Linked DNA regions of Canis lupus: region 1 is linked to region 2. Evidence: chromatin contacts called from public Hi-C data. All regions are on one chromosome and are shown on one strand. Each heading gives the region's core, a stretch centred on a gene start, on an enhancer-like site or on the middle of the called end of the contact. The rest is flanking DNA. Distances are from core to core; before and after follow the strand shown. Region 1 overlaps JADE2 (E3 ubiquitin-protein ligase Jade-2). Region 2 holds the start of CDKN2AIPNL (CDKN2AIP N-terminal-like protein).

Region 1 (4,619 bases), core at 467-2,966, 130 kb after region 2:
AAATAGCCCTGAGTGGAAACGTAGAGGGGCCTCTATGTGATTGGAGACAGCTGCCTATCTTAGGGTCATTTCTGTTGGCAAGTCTGTAAAATGGGTAGAACAGTTGGGCAGGTGTTGTGCTGTGTTGTGGGGAGGCGCTGAAACTGGACCTGGCTTGCCCGATCTCCTTTAGCCTACTCCTCTCCCCTGAGACCTGGTCAAGGGAAAACAACCCCACTGGCCTGGGAGGGAGCTTACTGCCTGCCAGCAGGGTCAAAAGGGGAAGGTGGAGAGTGGGGACAGCAGATGCCCTTTGCTCCAGCCAGGCCAGAGGGCAAGGCTGTCTACATTGCAGCCACCACTTCCTGGGCAGCCCAGCGTCCTGTCTCATGTGGCAGTGGCATCAGGTACATGAGGACATGGAGTACTTTCAGTGACCAGAGCTGCTACCAGAGTTGTCCTCAGGCCACCCCTGAGTCTGTACTCTCCGTGTCTCCAGCACAAACACCCTGCTTTTACTCCTGCTATTTCCCAAGTGACCCCTCAGGTCAGATCTCCCAGGAATCTATGCTCTTCGGCACATGGTCTGGTGCTGGCTAGGCAGTGTTGGGAGGCCAGGGTGCAGGGTGACTTATTTAATCATCATCCTAGGAAAATAGACAAAGTAGCTCCTCCTGGCCCTAATGAGCTGTTGAGAATACTAGGGCTTCAGAAGATGAATGACAGGAAACCTAAGAGGAATGTGTGTTTTCTAGAGTTTGACTTGAATTTGGACCTGAATGGGGTGGTGGGGTTTGTCATCAGGATAGTTGTTGGCCTAACCTCCTATTCTTTTTTTTTTAAGATTTGATTTATTTTTCACAAGAGACACACAGAGAGAGAGGCAGAGACACAGGCAAAGGGAGAAGCAGGCTCCATGCAGAGAGCCCACTGTGGGACTCAATCCTGCGACTCCGTGATCACACCCTGAACCAAAGGCAGACGCTCAACCACTGAGCCACCCAGGCATCCCCTTAACCTCCTATTCTGTACATTTCCTGTGCAAAAGCATCCCCTTATCAGCCTCCCAACCTCTCTACCTCATTGTCAGCTGGTACAGGTGTGGCCAGGGACCAAGGTCAAGGGCTAAGATGCCAGCAGGTTCCCAGGCAACCAGAGCTGCCATGCAGATTCCTCCAGTAGAGGGACAGAGCCCTCCAAAGTCAGGTGTGAACCAGCCTACTTTTCCTCCAGGAAGAGGAGGCAGGGCCAACTTTCCAGGGCGTTGGAGGGCCCTGTCAGCATGCTGCTTTTCCAGCAGCCCCCGAGCTGGACTGGCAGGCACCAGCTGAGAGCAAGGCGAGGGAGCGCGCAGCCCTGGCAGGCGGAGGAGAGGAAAGTTAGAGCACCATGCGTGCCAGCTTGCCCCCCTGCGAGTCTATCCTCAGGGCCTTTCACAGCCACGCGTTGGTGGCTTGTGTGAGTGAGCAGGGCTGAGAGCTCTGCCACAGGGGAGGCTTTCTGCAACGACCCATGACTGCTGGTGGCCCGGCCATGGCCCAGTGCCAGTGACCGAGAGGATCCAGCCTCTCACTGGGCACTAGGCCAGCTTGGGCTGAATCCATCAGGGAGGCAGGGTTGGAGTTGAGACTGAAGCCTTGGGCGGCCTGGGTTTGCATCCAGATCTAACGCTCCTCAGTGCAATGCGTTCTGAGTTTCACTTCTCACTCCTCTTGAGTTTCAGTTTCCTTTCTGTTAAATGGGAGTAATGAGGTAGCTGACCTTGGAGTCCCCGTGGAGGTGGAAGCACAGTGACCTCTGCTGTTAGCCATGGTTATTGTTGTCTGGTGCTGCCTGGATACGGGCTCCAGGGAGGACCAGAAGCACAGGCCCGTGCTAGGACCTGGGAATGAATCACAGGGCATCCTCCCCGATCCCTGTGTCGTCATCCCCCATCCCCCGAGGCCCAGCAGGGTTTTTGCTGAGAGAAGCAGAAGCCAGGGCCACACTGCTGCCACTTCAGCATGAAGTCCCATTTTATGGTCAGCTTAGAAGATGCTATTTCCTAAAATTTCAGCCGCAAACCTTGGCCCCGGCAGGCAGCTCAGGAAGGTATAGCCACTGCTGGCTCCCGGAGTTATTCGCAGCTGACACAAAAATTGCAGCTCTGATGAGCAGCCTGTCAACGCCAACTGGTGTCCCCTAGCAACCGTGCTGGCAGTTGGGGCTGCGCAGGGCTTGGTGCCCAAGGCTCTGGGTCTGGTTACCAGGAGTTTACTCGGGAGCATGACCTGGCTTGAGAGGGTGGGGATAGCGCTCAGAAACACAGCCCTCTCCCTGAAGATAGACCTGTGGATCTCCCCTAGGCCATGTGTCAGATAGTCCCACGGAGAAGACTCTGTCCTCCCACACACTTGCCACCCACCTGCTTCCTTGTCAGGTTGGCCATACCCTGTATCCTCTGTCTTCAGTGCCTGAATTGGCCTCCCACCGAAGCCAGCCTCATCCCCAGTAGCCTTGGCCTCCAGAGCTATGGCCCCCTCAACCCCTGTGTCTCCCATCTCTAGGTTGCTGCCAACCCATTAGGGCCTCCACCCCCACTGAAACCTGGCCCCACTTCCCCTGCTGCCTCGTCAGTCACCTGCAATCTCAAGTGCCCCTCCTCCCCCACTGCGTCCCGTCTCCCTCCTCGTTCCTCCCGCAGGCTCCCCGCACATGTGGCTGTGCTTGTGCCTATGTGAGGGCCACATACCTGGCGAGCCTCCCCTGGTAGCAATCCCGTGGTACTGGGCGGGCCAGCCCCACCGAGATTCCTGTCAGCCGGCCTTGTTCTGGGATGTCTGGGGCTCCCCAGCCTAATCCCTGTCTGCACCCCTGCTCCCCCTCGCTCAGGGCTCCCCCTTCTTAGCCCTCAACCTCGCTTCCTGTTCCTCGGACCAGATCCCTCCAACTTCTGGGCCGTCAAGCCTGTCAAGCCTGTCGAGCATCTCTATCAGTTCTCTGCCCTTTCTCCCCCTGCCCCCAGGACACACTGTGCCCATGGGAATATAAAACGCTCAGTCTCCAGGATTTGACTCTGTTTCACTTTCTCCCGTCTCCAAAAGCACATCCTCCCTCCCTGTTTCCTTCCAGTCATGGCGCTCTCCCACCCCCATCCCCAGCTCTCCTTTCCTCTGCCACTGCTCACTCTTCCTTGCTTCTTCCTGCTCTGGCCAGGCTCCTGCCACCACCTTGTTCCAGGATTATCTGCCAGGGTTACCAACAGCCTCCATCTCCCTACATCTGGTGGCCACTTCTCCATCTTCATCCTCTGGCCTTCTCAGCAGTGGTGGCCACCGTCAGACATGCCTTCGGTCTTAAAATACGTTTCTTATGGACACTCAGACCACACATCCTCCCTTAATACCCCAGCTCTCCTGCTCCCTCTGTGAATATTCCTTGGCCCTCGTGATTGTCAGTTCACCACACTTGGGCTGACCTCTCAGTGGTCTGCTCCATAGCTCTGCTCCGCATCCATCACTTCCCTTCTGAGCTCCAGCATCTCATGCCCAACACAACCACAGGCCCAGGCCTGCTCCCCCCACAGGCTCCCTGGTCTCCACAAATGCCTCAACACCAGGCAGTCTAGCCTAAGATAACTGGCCAGGAGCCCTCCTTGCTCTCCTCCCCTCTCCTCACCCACGTTCAAGTTCACTCTAAAATTTACTGATACCAAAGCAACTTCATCAAAATATAAAGCCTGCTTTCATGACCAATCCCTAGTTTGAGGCAACTTTGTTACTTGATTCATTCTTTCACTCTGATTTTTTTTTAAGAGAACTTTTTATGTTTATAATCAGAAAAAACAATAATGATAATGACAGTGTCAGGAACCTGATAGCCTGGGAAAGCTTTCTAAGGTAGTATCAGTACTTAGTCTCCACAAGCCATCACAGAAGAGGAATTCTACAACATTCAGTAACCTGTAACTCTGTTAACCAACGGTCTTGAGAGAAATCAGAGAATTGTGGATGATTCCAGGGTGAGATGGGAACAAGTGGGGTCACATCGTGGCCAGTGTATCAACCACAGTATGTTGGCATTGTTGGGATTCTCACAGAAAGAACCATTCCTATCTTCCATAGCAAGAGCCTCCAGACACTACTGATTGTGTCATGTACCTTACAAGGGAAAAAATTGAGCACTTACCTGCACTATATTGTATTTTTCATGTCTCATTCATCTATCACTGCATATTATGAAACAGACATAATCAGAATTTCTAACAGGATCAAAGAGCATACCAGTAGAGGGGTACCTGGCTGGCTCAGTCAGTACAGCTTGCAATTCTTGACCTCGGGGTTGTAAGTTGGAGCCCCATGTTGGGTGTGGAGGTCACTTAAAAATAAAAGCTTTAAAAAAATATCTGTATAGATATGGATATATATCCATGTATGCAGTGCTATATAAAACGTACATTTGAGGATTCAGCCCCCAGAGACTTGACTATTCCCCCAAGCCTGGGAATCTCTGTGGGTTTTTGTTTGTAAGTAGGCCCCACACCCAGTATGGAGCCCAATGTAAGGCTTGAACTGACAACCCTGAGGCCAACACCTGAACTGAGATCAAGAGTCAGATACTTAACTAGCTGAGCCACCCAGACACCCCACTGTGTTTTTAAC
Region 2 (4,477 bases), core at 396-2,895:
TCACATCGGGCTCCCTGCATGGAGCCTGCTTCTCCCTCTGCCTGTGTGTCTCTCCCTCTCTGTGTGTGTGTCTCTCATGAATAAATAAAATCTTTTTTAAAAAAAATCAAAAACCCTGGAGGAATTACTTGTCTCTGTGGGCTAACAAGAAATTGCAGCTATTCCAACTCTCAGAGTTCTGATGCGATACTACAGGGGAAATGGCCACATGTTCAGCAGCAGGTTGGAAACCGTTTTTCTGGCTTGTGGATTCAGAAGTGACTGTAGGAATGCCAATAGAGCAGGTGTTTCAAGATTTACAAAACAAAAAAGATCTGCAAAAATAGAGGCAACTATACATCTGGCAGTACATATTAGTGGATACGGTATGAAGGCCAAAATTTTTTATTTTTTAAACACGGAATTTTGGTCTAATGTAAACAACATCATTTCTTCATTTTGTCCAATTTCGGACACCTTCCTAATCTTGGAACCCATTAACTAGGATTTCCCAGGGGCACCCAGAAAAATAGAGAAAAAGCCTTTGGCACTGCTTCTCCAAATCCTGTTCTATTAATGCCAACATCTGACAACAAAACCAAGTGGCTAAGAGTTGGAGGGAGCACGTGATAGAGTCAGCCAGTCATAAGGGGCAGAGAAATCAGGACGAAGACAAATCATCTTACTGTCCTAACACAATTCCGGGACACTCAAACAGAAGATTGTGGGAGCCTCAAGATTTGACACCTTCATTTGAGGGGGCACTTTCAGAAACAGTACTTTGAAGGCATCTGTTATTTTCACAACAGGAAAAGCAGAGAGGCAAAGGCTGGCTCTTACTAAGAGTCCAGCAGACTGGGGAGTGGGGAGAAAAAGCCAAAGGCCACATATTACATGCTGCCATAAACGGTAAAATCCACAATCCTGCCAGAAGACCTCCTCTCTCAGCTTCTTCGTATGGACATGGAAGGAATCTCGGTTTCTGTCTCTGCACGTTTGCCACATGGGAGGAAGGAGCAAAGACACAATGGAGTTCACAAAGGTGATGTTTTAAGCTAAAAATACTACAAATAACTGGCATTTAGGTGCCCACCATAAATTGAGCTCTTGCTAAACAGCAGCCTGTACTAGGTGCCTTTTCTTTTTTTTTTTTTTTTTAACTCTTTAATATTGTAGCCATCACAACTCATTTTCCAAAGGCGGAAACTGAGGCTCGGAGAGGTTAATCGTCTTTCCAAAGAGCGCGCGGATCTGCCATCGGCCGGGCCGGTGCGGCTGGAGGCTGGGGGCGGGGTCAGCCCTGGGCAGCAGGCAGCCCTAGGGGAGGGCTGCGGGTCTGCAGGCGGAGGACGGGGTCAGCCCTCCCGCAGGGGTTCGCACCTGCAACCCAGGAAGAGGTGGTTGGCCCACACCATGGAGAGGGACAGCAGCTGGTCCAGGCGGCCTCCGCCATCGGGAGGGTCGCGGTAGTCGGGCAAGTGGCGCAGGATGAATTCCATGCGGGCCTTCCATTGCTTCTCGCTCTCCGAGTAGGAGCGGAACTGCTCGGCGAAGTCCGCAGCCTGCCGCACCCCCGAAACGAGCTCCTCTACCGCGGCGGCTGCCTCGCCACCCACCATGGCGCCCGCCGCCGCCGAGGGCCGCGCCCGCCCGCCGCCTTCCCGACTCGCACCGCGCCGCCTCCGCGCCGCTAGAGGGACCCCGGCGGCGCGCGACTGCTCCGGAGGACCGGCCTGGAGCGCCCTCCGCGGGACCGGCGGCCTCGCCGGCTCCTGCCCGCTCAGACCTCCCCAGCCTGCGGCGCCTGGCGTGCATCTTCTGCGGTAGAGGCAGGCCGGTTCTCAGTCGACCCTGCGGGGAACCGGTAGGGAAACTGAGGTCCCGCGGCGCAAAGACGGAGTGCCCCTCTCCCACGTGGCAGCTGGGTGCCAGCCAGAGTTGTGCGGTGTCCTTGCCCTGGTGGCTCCCCGGGCACCCGGCCCGCATACGGATGCCCTCAGCTCGGAGGGCTTAGCCGTGTAGCTTGCTTGCTCGGGGGTCTGCCTTTGATGAAGTCCCAGAGGTCTAACACCCTTTCAGGTGGTGGCCCGCCCCGCTGGAGCGAGCCATCCTTCCAACTGAATACCTGCCAGGCCTCTTTGCTAGATGCTGGGAATGCAAGAGAGCAAGCTCAGATCCCTACCCTAATGAACTTTGCTTCTACTGGGGGAGACAGTGAATTGCTTGAGTGAAGAACTTCAGCGTTGGCAGATGTTAGTAAGGGGAGGCCCAGAGTGTTGGCATGAATAAGCAAGGGACCTGATTCAGACTTGGGGATCAGGGAAATGATGCTGGGGGGTGGAGGGATGAACAAAAGTTAACCACGTAGGGGCACTGGGGTGGCTCAGTGGTTGAGCATCTGCCTTTGGCTCGGGTCGTGATCCCAGGGTTCTGGGATCGAGTGCTGCTTCGGGCTAGGAAGCTCTCCCTCTGCCTCTGTCTCTGCCTCTGTCTGTGTGTCTCTCATGAATAAATAAATTAAAAAAAAAAATAGAAGTTAACCACTAAAGAGACTTGGGCCATGGGAAGACACAGACTGGCCTAGGAAGAGAATGCCAGAATCTGTATGACAGGGTCCTAGAGTGGAGGACAGTGGAGGAGATGAGGCTGCAAAGATCAGCAAGGATACTAGGCCATGGTAGGGGCTGTAGTCTAGATCCTAAGAGGAATGGGAGCCTCTGAAGGACGTTAACCAGAGCAATGACACCTCTGTTTCCAAAAGATGTTGGAAAGAGTCAGAATAGATATGTTCACAAGAGATGAGCAGGTGAACTAGCATAATTCTGCTGCCTGTTCAAGGGTCAGGTAGCAGATCTATGGACTAAAGAGCTTACTTATAAATGGTGAATTTCCCATCCCTGGAAGCATTCAAGTACAATATTTGGGAAATCATTTGATCCCCCATTGAGAGATTGTTGAGAGATTAAAGTAAGAGGATGCCCATTCATCCCTCATCACTTGTGGGGCAAGATATAGAGCTGGAGGAGCAGCCCCGGTGGCTCCATGGTTTAGCACCTGCCTTCACGCCCAGGGCGTGATCCTGGAGACCTGGGATCGACTTCCCTGTTGGGCTCGATCCTCCAATGGATGGAGCCTGCTCCTCCCCTCTGCCTATCTCTCTGTGTCTCTCATGAATAAATAAATAAATATTTTTTAAAAAGTTATAGAGCTAGGCCTAGAGTCCACAATCCAGGGCTCCAGTGTAATATATTGTGAGTAGGGGTCAGGGGCAGAGCCAACTGTGCTGTCTGCTGCTTCTGCACCTCCTGATAGGATGTCAGGACCCCAGCAGGCAGAAACCCCATCCAAAATGGAAATACCAGGTGGTGTAATGAGGAGACTGTGCCTGCAGGCCCAGTACCAGGCTCAGCAAAGTCCCATTATGGTTAACAATAGGGAGGCATACCACTCTCACCCTGGCAAACAGGAAGAATGTGAACAGGACCTTGAAACCAAAGACAATCTTAGCTTCTCCACAGCAATCAGGAATAGGTGCCCACAGCTAGGGCTCTAAAAACTGAGTGCAGATCACATTCCCTAAGGGACTTGTTGAAATAGCAGATTCTCAAGCCTATCACTGGATGCTCAGAATCAAGGTTCCAGGTAACTGATTCCATCTGCCACTGACCAGACTTTGAAAAACATTGATTGGGACGCCTGAGCAGCTCAGTGGTTGAGCATCTGGCTTCGGCTCAGGGTGTCATCCCAGGGTCCTGGGATAGAGTCCTGCATCGGGCTCCCTAAGAGGAGCTTGCTTCTCCCTCTGCCTATGTCTCTGCCTCTCTCTCTGTGTCTCTCCTGAATAAATAAATAAAATCTTAAAAAAAAAAAAAATAAGAAAGAAAGAAAAAGAGGGCAGCCCTGGTGGCCCAGCGGTTTAGCACCGCCTTTGGCCCGGAGTGTGATCCTGGAGACCCAGGATCAAGTCCCACATCAGACTCCTTGCATGGAGCCTGCTTCTTCCTCTGCCGGTGTCTCTGCCTCTCTCTCTCTCTCTCTGTCTGTCATGAATAAATAAGTAAAATCTTAAAAAAAAAAAAAAAAAAAAAAAAAAAAAAAAGGAAAAGAAAAGAAAAGAAAAAAAAAAGAAAAGAAAAGAAAAGAAAAACATTGATCAGGCTTTTGTGAACCAAATTCTTAATCATCTGATGTACAGTTGAGAAGCTGGCCCTAAAATAGGAACCTAGGCTTTGTTATCAACAACTATAGCTACACAGCTAACTTGGCCACTGAGGTGGGAAAAGCTAAGGGGTCACCCAGCAAATAACTTATTTAGCATCATTTTGATAATGATGGAACATATGCATATATGTCTATATACCTACATACTAATATATTCAAACATGCATGCAAGTTATAAGAACCCAAAAGTGCACAAATAGGTATTATTAAAAATAATATATTGGGCACCTAGGTGACTCAGTCAAACATCTGCCTTCAGCTCAGATCATGATTCCAT

Evidence for each region. Hi-C and Micro-C count contacts between places; a contact is called where the count stands out from the background.
Region 1: a Hi-C map of blood shows a contact between it and region 2, with 2.4 times the contacts expected there. The contact joins the enhancer-like site here to the promoter of CDKN2AIPNL in region 2. A contact is called at or near these places in 3 of 9 Hi-C or Micro-C datasets (amygdala and blood).

Annotation. Positions count from the first base shown.
Region 1 is chr11:22,691,400-22,696,018 of UU_Cfam_GSD_1.0, forward strand. All of the region lies in intron 10 of JADE2 (E3 ubiquitin-protein ligase Jade-2), which reads left to right. Among named protein-coding and RNA genes, the nearest start is that of JADE2, 38 kb to the left of the region's middle. Within about 2 kb of position 1,717, at least 8 of the 20 cell types and tissues checked have an H3K27ac peak or open chromatin away from gene starts, as enhancers often do. A contact at or near this core is called in blood, where this site is marked.
Region 2 is chr11:22,563,566-22,568,042 of UU_Cfam_GSD_1.0, forward strand. CDKN2AIPNL (CDKN2AIP N-terminal-like protein) reads right to left here and starts at 1,646. Exons shown (of 2, transcript XM_038552184.1): 1 at 1,360-1,646. The coding sequence starts at 1,598. The region is part of intron 2 of LOC102156670 (a long non-coding RNA gene); the gene reads left to right.